Regions from separate parts of the Zea mays genome. Here all the other regions are linked to region 2. Evidence: chromatin contacts called from public Hi-C data. All regions are on one chromosome and are shown on one strand. The core of a region is the stretch at or near the end of the contact, and the rest is flanking DNA. Distances in the headings are between cores, read along the strand shown. Region 1 has its middle 34 kb from the start of LOC100279086. Region 2 has its middle 14 kb from the start of LOC103640483. Region 3 holds the start of LOC100279086.

The links. A called contact is a pair of places that touch in the nucleus more often than the background predicts.
Region 1: a contact with region 2 is called in a Hi-C map of ear, with 1.9 times the contacts expected there. The contact joins two enhancer-like sites. A contact is called at or near these places in 2 of 25 Hi-C or Micro-C datasets (ear and leaf).
Region 3: a Hi-C map of ear shows a contact between it and region 2, with 2.9 times the contacts expected there. The contact joins the promoter of LOC100279086 here to the enhancer-like site in region 2. A contact is called at or near these places in 3 of 25 Hi-C or Micro-C datasets (ear, leaf and tassel).

Annotation. Positions count from the first base shown.
Region 1 is chr1:164,593,935-164,596,634 of Zm-B73-REFERENCE-NAM-5.0, reverse strand. No RefSeq gene overlaps it. Among protein-coding and RNA genes, the nearest start is that of LOC100279086, 34 kb to the right of the region's middle. Within about 2 kb of position 1,299, at least 17 of the 20 cell types and tissues checked have an H3K27ac peak or open chromatin away from gene starts, as enhancers often do. A contact at or near this core is called in ear and leaf, where this site is marked.
Region 2 is chr1:164,413,398-164,416,097 of Zm-B73-REFERENCE-NAM-5.0, reverse strand. No RefSeq gene overlaps it. Among protein-coding and RNA genes, the nearest start is that of LOC103640483, 14 kb to the right of the region's middle. Within about 2 kb of position 1,302, at least 17 of the 20 cell types and tissues checked have an H3K27ac peak or open chromatin away from gene starts, as enhancers often do. A contact at or near this core is called in ear, leaf and tassel, where this site is marked.
Region 3 is chr1:164,560,090-164,562,789 of Zm-B73-REFERENCE-NAM-5.0, reverse strand. LOC100279086 reads right to left here and starts at 1,434. Exons shown (of 2, transcript NM_001152136.2): 1 at 1,160-1,434; 2 at 108-962. The coding sequence starts at 1,258. The coding sequence ends at 414.

The DNA of each region.
Region 1 (2,700 bases), core at 50-2,549, 180 kb before region 2:
GACTGATTAGTGCAAACACAGGCGGCCCACAACGTCGAACGAATGGATTACAACAGAGACCCGACTTTCCCGCGCTGAAGCCCTCATGCAACAGAGCCATGCGAGGATAAGTCGGCGAAGGTTACGTAGGGATAAACTCAAGAGGTTCACTATCTTTTAGCTACTCGTTGCTATCATATCATATGTACTGCCCCACGGTCGAATATATAAGGCCTAGGGGGCACCCCTTCAGATCGATCGACCCTATTCTACTTAGCCACCCACAAAAACTCTCTGCACCCACAAAAATCTATATGGTGCATTGCGTATGTGGGCCCAGTGTGGTCACATGGCATGACATATGACAACACTAGACACACAGACGTGACTAAGGGGGGAAGATTCCTGGATTGGGGTTGACCGACGAGAACGTCGTCTTCTAAGGAGGGTGGATTGTGATATCCTGGCCTCTGAGATGGTGATATCCTGGCTCAAGCCTTAATAGAATTAATAGAGTATTCATATCAACAAGGTGCATCTTTTTTTTCGGAAGTCTATCTCAAAAAAAACCTCCAAATTAAGTGTGCTTGGCTTGGAGCAATTTGGGATGGATGACCGATCGGGAAGTTTTCTTGGATACGCATGAGTAAAGACAAAGTGCGCATAAAAGATTTGTATTGGTACGTGAGGACAATATATAATACTAAAGAGTTGCTAGAAATAAGTACCACTGGTACAGAGATTGGACGGGGTGTTACATGAACTTAGCCTTATATCCGACCGGATTAAGGACAGCTATCAGACATAGGGCTGGTCGTCAAAATTTTCTCTATTTGCTGTTATGTAGGATGAGGTCCAGAGACTAGGGACGCACCGGCGGTGTCGTCTTCCTAGGGATAGTAATGGATGATGGATTACAATTCAAATATTTTTTTATGATTTATTTAAACTCTCAATTAATTTTAGTTAAAAAAATAAATAGATACCATTAGCATTATCAGCCCTGCGTACTCTCTCCAATAACCCGTCTTGTCGAAGCAGAAAGAGGTTGGGGATGGAGACGGTGCGGTAGGGAGCCGATGAGCCGCGGTCGCCATGCAGGTCAGAGATCGGAGATGAGGAGGGGTGCGGCCGTCCGGCTCTCAAGCACGTACGGTATGACACACATGGACGGAGCAGCAGAGGCGGCGGAGGAAGCCAGCGCCACTGCTCGCACGTGGGCGATGGTGCCCACAAGGAAGAGCTCCAGGGACCACGGTCCACAGGATGTACTCGGACTCGGAGACGTTAGAATAAAGATATTCTGGGCCAGGCCCGTGTAGGCGTCTCAAGAGAATGGGTGTGCTCGGCCTCGGCTTCTTCTTCTCTGCAGGCTCCCAGCCACTTAGGCCCGAACCGACAACCGGCCCACTATTTTAGTTGGAAGTGTATTAGTGACTCCTCTTATTTTCTTATTTTTCTCCAATAAGATAATGAAGTGCCTCTCCTCTCCCCTCTCCTTCCTTCCTCCATGACGACATCTGCAAATTCTAAGCTCATCTAAACTGTCGTCTCAGATTTTCCTGTTGGTCTACCGAGAGAGGCCATCCATGACAAACAACAAAAGTAGATATGGAGATAATAGATCATCTTGGCGTCCATTAGGGCTTGTTCTATTAGAATGGATTAAAAGGGATTGGCAAGGATTAGTACCTTACTCATCAAAATTAAATAGAGGGATTTCATTCCTTTCAGTCCCTTCAGCATGCAACCGAACAAGGTCTTAAGTGGATTGAGTAGTACGCAGATGTCATGCCATACATGACACACCGCACTCACTCACTTTGGAAGCCTAGCTTGTTCATAAAAACGTCAACGGATCGATATAGACAAAATATTGTAGAAGTTATGACTGCAGCGAACATAGATGAAAGCCACAGCAAGCAGCATCGAGCATGCATTATAGTTAGTGCTAGGAATTGGGCCGGCTCGGCCCGGCTCAAGTCTATCGTGCTTCGTGTCAAATGGGTTCGGGCCAAGAAACTCTAATTTTTTTTGGACCGTGCCATACCAACCGAAGTTTAAAACAGTGGTCCGGCTCGGCCCTAAATTATGTCGTGCTTCGTTGGACCGTGCCCGGCCCAAGCCCGACCTATATATTTGATCACATAAAATTAAAATATTACAACCATGTAAAATTCATAGCTTACTAAATTAAAGATATTAAACAATGCTAGCATTATTTGACCACATAAAGTCCAAATATCACAACAATATAAAACCTATAACTTAATAAATTAAAGAAATTAAACAACATAGACTTTATTGGGCCGTGTCGGCCTAAACCCGGTCCATCTGTACGGACCGTGCTGGGGCCCGATGGGCTAGAATTTAAGACCCGGCCTAGACTCGTCTTCATGTCGTGCTAGCCTAGTGCATATTTTTTCGTGTCGGGTCGTACTTTAGGCTCCTACTTTTGCGTCGTACTCGTGACATATTCACAGGACTAATTATAGTACGTACGCAAGCACTCAAAGGCTATTAGTGCATTATCAGTAATCATTCTTCCAGGAAGAAAGGCACTTTGGTTGAAAGACAAATGATATCGTGTAGGACAGGTCGATCAGAGCCGATTCATCAAGCATTCAGACACCACCCTTACAGATAACGTTACAAATGCTTATCGGTCTGTGCCCTTGAAGTTTACTTGGACGTTGAGGTTTTCGGAATGAGAACTATACA
Region 2 (2,700 bases), core at 53-2,552:
TATTTATTTCTTGCTAATTTGTAGTTGGTCTTAAGATAGTGTCATCGAGCAACCACAATCATGATAATAATGTCAATGAATCGCAGTCACAATAGGGTTCTTTACCATCTGTTAATGACTCCAAAGCAGTTAGAGGAAATGCGGAAGTGGAAGAGATTGAAGTTTCTGATGATGAAGACCAGGAAGGTGGTGTTGGTTCAAAGAGAAGTTGACTTCAGCCGTTTGGAAATAATTCAAAAGGGTTAAAGTAGGGGATACAATTAAAGCAAAGACTCACCTGAATTTCTGGATTCAGTAGATCTCCGTGATTCCGTGGCTGTTGCTCCTTGGCGTGCTGGCTGGCTGGCCCAAGGGCAACAACGCAGCAACGGGGCCAACGAACAGGAGCAGCTGAGCAGGAGGATGGAGTGCTGGAGGTGAGAGGCCGGCAGGGCAGCAGGCCACCGCCGCGCTGCAAGAACATGGAACGCCGAAGGAGCGCACGAAAACAGTCACTAGGCGCCAGCCTAACAGAAGCTAGGGTTAGTCGGTCCGTTGAATTGGAATGGATGAGGATCAGGGAATTTGGAATACGGACGCTGAGGTAGGGTTCCACCTGTCATATTGGGCCCCGACGGGTTGCGAGGATTGGGCGGGGGGTGGGTGGGTTGATGGAACGTACCCTGCCCCATCGAGATTGGTTTTTGCCTATATCTTTCACCGCGGGGAGTATTTTCACCCGGTCTCCTAATGGCTTGTTTGGATACCATAGTATTCACCACAATTCATATGAGTTAAGGAGTATTGGGGTGTAAATTAAACTAATTTACACCCAATCCTCATCAACTCATATGTATTGGGTTGAGTACTAGGGTACCCAAATATAGTCTAATGGAGGAATTCCTCGCTAGGGATCGGGGAATGGGGCCCATTGCCCTCCCTACTTGTTGACGTAATGTACATGGTATTTTTAATTTAAGCTTTCATTATCGAAAAAATGTACTGGTAGACACTGCTACTAAAATTGACTTTTTATTGATTTGAATGTGGCTCAGAATAGCATGCTGTTAAGTTCAATACGGGGTATCTGCTAGTAGCTGCAGAAGATAGATAAGATCATAGTCATAGATGGTACTAGTAGTCGTATAAGATAGAGGAAATGGCCTGCTCATCACTACGCTTGTCAACAGCTCTCACCTGCTCTGTTTTTTTCCCTCCGTGAATCGGAGAAGTCCCTCTTTGCACCCGGCTAGGTGCGAACGGCGATTCCTGGCGCTCTGTTCCGCTTCCGCGGCATGTACATGTACATAGCGGGGAGCGAGCGCCACGCCATGGCCACGGCCACGGCCAGGATGAACTAGGGAATCCTGCCCATAAGTGCATAACGGGTGCAAGTGTGAAATGTGCTTTCTGGCCCAAATAGACATATACTTCTTGGGCTGGAATGCCATGTTAAGACCACACTGACTGTGACCTCTATGGCTTTTTTTAAGGCCGTGGACCGTGGGTATCGTCCAGGCAGGCTGTGCATAGTTCAAACATTGCCAATAAAAGGGATGAATGATACTCTCTCTGCCCTAAATTGAATTTCGTTTCAGGAAATTAATATATTTGATGTATGTGTTTTATATATGTGTCTATATTCATCATCATTAATATGAATATAGACATAAAACCAAGAGTGAAAACTAATACTATTTTGAGACGGAAGGAGTAGTTTGTTGGCGAAGGCTTTAACGGGCCACCGGGTGAATCTTATGCCATGTTTGTTTCCCTAGCTTTTGTATCTCTCATATCGAATGTTTAGATGCTAGATAGTCTAATTATAAACTAATTACACGATGAGGACTAAACGATAACACAAATTTATTAAATCTAATTAGTTCATGGTTCGAACATGTGAAGCTATCTTCTATAGTGGTGTACATGTAGAAAACTTGTTCATCTAACTTGTTTTTGTAGGATATGATATGAATGGTATGGCCTTAATGTCATGTGATGATCTGGCATTAACTTTTGTGAATGCCTGCGTGCTGCAAAGTAACACAACCAGGTTGAGGTTGTTTCATTATTGTATAACGACCTATGTCCATATGTGATTTTTTTGAAGGATTCTTCATGTAACTCATTTACTAGCTATTAGATATAGTAGCCTTGTATAGTTTTGTTGGAAACCATAATTAGGGGTACCCCCAAGACTCCTAATTTCAGCTGGTAACCCCCATCAGCACAAAGCTGCAAAGGCCTGATGGGCGCGATTAAGGTCAAGGCTCAGTCCACTCAAGGGACACGATCTCGCCTCGCCCGAGCCCAGCCTCGGGCAAAGGCAGCCGACCCCGGAGGATTCACGTCTCGCCCGAGGGCCCCCTCAAGCGACGGACACACCTTCGGCTCGTCCGAGGCCCAATCTTCGCGGAGAAGCAACCTTGGCCAGATCGCCACGCAAACCGACCGTATCGCAGGAGCATTTAATGCAAGGATCGACTGACACCTTATCCTGACGCGCGCTCCTCAGTCGATAGAGCCGAAGTGACCGCAGTCACTTCGCTGCTCCACTGAGCGACCTGACAGGAAAACAGCGCCGTCTGCCCCGCTCCAACTGTTGTGCCACTCGACAGAGTGAGGCTGACAGCAGCTAAGACCAGCCTCGGGCGCCATGGGAAGCTCCGCCTCGCCCGACCCAGGGCTCGGACTCAGCCTCGACCCCAGAAGACGGACTAC
Region 3 (2,700 bases), core at 185-2,684, 150 kb before region 2:
CCTGATTATTACCACCTTTTACGGTCACGAACGGGAGTAGAAAGAATCTTGAGCAGATGGCGGCAGTATTATTACTCATTGAATTAGCACTAGTCTGATGAGCATCATTAATCAATCAGGATGAACTCATTAGCTATATAGCCATGATCAATTAACATCTTTGGATCAGGAATCAGGATTAGGATGCACTCATTAACTGCAGGCCTTCTTCCCGGACTCCATTGGCCACGGCTAGGACATATAGCAAACACAAAGGGCAAAAAAAAAAGGAATAGATAGATAAAAAAAACACTAGTGGCTAGTACGTACTGCTGCTCCTACAAGCTACAACACAAACGCAACCTGGTACAGCTAGCGACATGGACATCGACATGGACGGCGGCGAGCAGCGCGCTGCAGGCCTGCAGCTTCACTCATGTCATCCTCAGGCTGAGGTACTGCTGGCACTGCGCCAGCCACGGCGCGTGCTGCTGCCTCATCACGCCGTCGCCTTCTCCTCCAAGGTCGAACGCAACGGCCCTCTGGCACGCCGCCGCCGCCGGCCCGTCGTCGGAGTAGTACTCGGCCGACGAAGGCGGCGGCGACGACAGGGCGCTCGCGCCGGAGCAGTCGGACCCGAACGGCGAGGAGCCGCCGCCGGCGGCGGCGGCGTCGTTGTTGTCGCGCTGCTGCCGCTCTGCTAATTGCCTCCGGCGCCTGTTGCTCTTGCGCCGGCCGCCGCCGGCTGCGCAGCGCCCGCCGACGGCCAGCGTCAGCTCCAGCTCCGCGCCGGCGGCGTCCGACTCCTCGTCGGCGCTGACGATGTACTCGTCGGCTGGCAGCTGCAGGTCCAGCGCCCGGCGCGGCTGCTTGCTGCGCCGGCCGGCGGTCGTCAGCAGCAGCGGCTCGTCGTCGTATCGGGTCGTTATTAGGTCGCTCATCAGCTCCCTCTGTATGCGGTACAGGCGGTGCAGCTCGTGAACCTGATCAGACGATAAGACGGTTAGTTGCCAAGAACAATGGCGATAATCCATTCCACGATCGATCAGTAGCAGCAGCAGTTTCTACTTCTCTTCCTTTCCAGGATGATGTGTGAAATATATTAGACAAGTAGCGACGGTGTGAAGGACAGCAGGAGAAAGAAGAAGAAGAAGCCGAAGTTTCTCGGCGCGCGCTTTACCTGCTGCCGGAAGGTCTCTTCGTGCTTGAGCATGGCCATCCTCATGACCTCCATGTCGCATTGCCTGACGAGCTGCCTGTCCATCATCATCATCATCATAGCTATATATATCCGCGCGCTCTCCGTTCCTGCTCGAGCTTGGCTCTCGATCCCGGCCGGTCACCAGATTCTTCAGTGCCGAGCTGGCGCTGGAACTATGCGCGGCGCAACGACACACGAAGCTGTTTGAAAGAGAGAGCAGGCCGGAGCGCAGGTGTTGCGGTGGTGGGTTTCTGAAACCTTGGGGTGGCAGGAGGAGCGGATTTATAAACACCATCTCCACTCTCCAGGGCTCCTCCATCCAACGCGCATGGGGTGCCTTTCCGAGTTTCCGTTCCGTCGCTAGTAGAGTAGTAGTAGACACTAGGGGGGGAGGAGGGATTAAAAATTTTGCACGCGCCCCCCTCTCCTCCTCCAACCCTGGCAGGCTAGCTAATGACACACTGTCAGTGTCACCACTCGCTCGCTTGCTAAGCAATGGCATGCAGTGCCCCGCGCAGAGCAGACAGGGCCTGCAGGAGTCCAGTTTAATCTTCTTCTACCTCGCCACCCCATGCACGCGCGGGGGCCCACGTGCATGCATGGACTGGACGGACACAAACTGCAACTGCAACTGGTACTGCGAACCAGGAGAGGAGCCGAGAGCTTGCATCTCAAACAGTGCACGCACTTTGTGTGCGATGCAGTGTACATGTGTGCCATGATCATCATTGCTCTGTGTGTGCAGTTTGTTTAGTGATGTTTCGCTCTCCTGTCATGCGTGCAAGCAAGTCCCTTTCTTGGACAGCTTCACTATCTAAACAACAAGATTAGTGAAGCTGCCCCTAAACACATGCCGTAAACTACTCCTCGTGAGATGTATGGGAGCTGTCAGCTAGCTTGTCACCGAAAACAAGCAAAGGGATCTCGGACGGGGGGCAGCACGCATATGAGCTCATGATGATGGTGGATGAGCGAGGATGAGCAATGGGCCGGGGGCCTCCTCTCATTCAGTGCTGCCTGCACTATTTTGCCACATCAGTGTTGCATATGTTCTGCTCTTTCTCTGGGAAAAAAAGGCGATAAAAAAATCTGGTGGCTCTGTTGCAGGAGGAGCAAGTCAGCTAAGGAGGCAGCAACAAAGGCCGGTTGGAACTTGGAAGGGGTGGCGGGGGGGTGGACGCAGAGTTGCAGAGACGACCCCATTGACAAGAACCATGGAGCATGCATGTCTGCGCAACAACGCTGAGAAAAAAAAACTGATTTGATATCGCCACTATCGCAACGCACGCGCAGTTGCTTCGTCGTCAGGCAAATCGCAGTTACTCGCTGTGGAGGAATGGATTCAAGTCTGATTGCATGGTGTGTTGCTGCAGCGAATTACTCCGGTTGTCGATGACGTCAGTACGTAGAAGATTATGCTTAATCGCAGCAACGGCGGATCCATTAGCCGGCGGCGGTGGTGCTCGCTGTTCATCAGTGGTGTGATGAGGTAATTAACTAAAAAGCCAAATCAAGGAAGG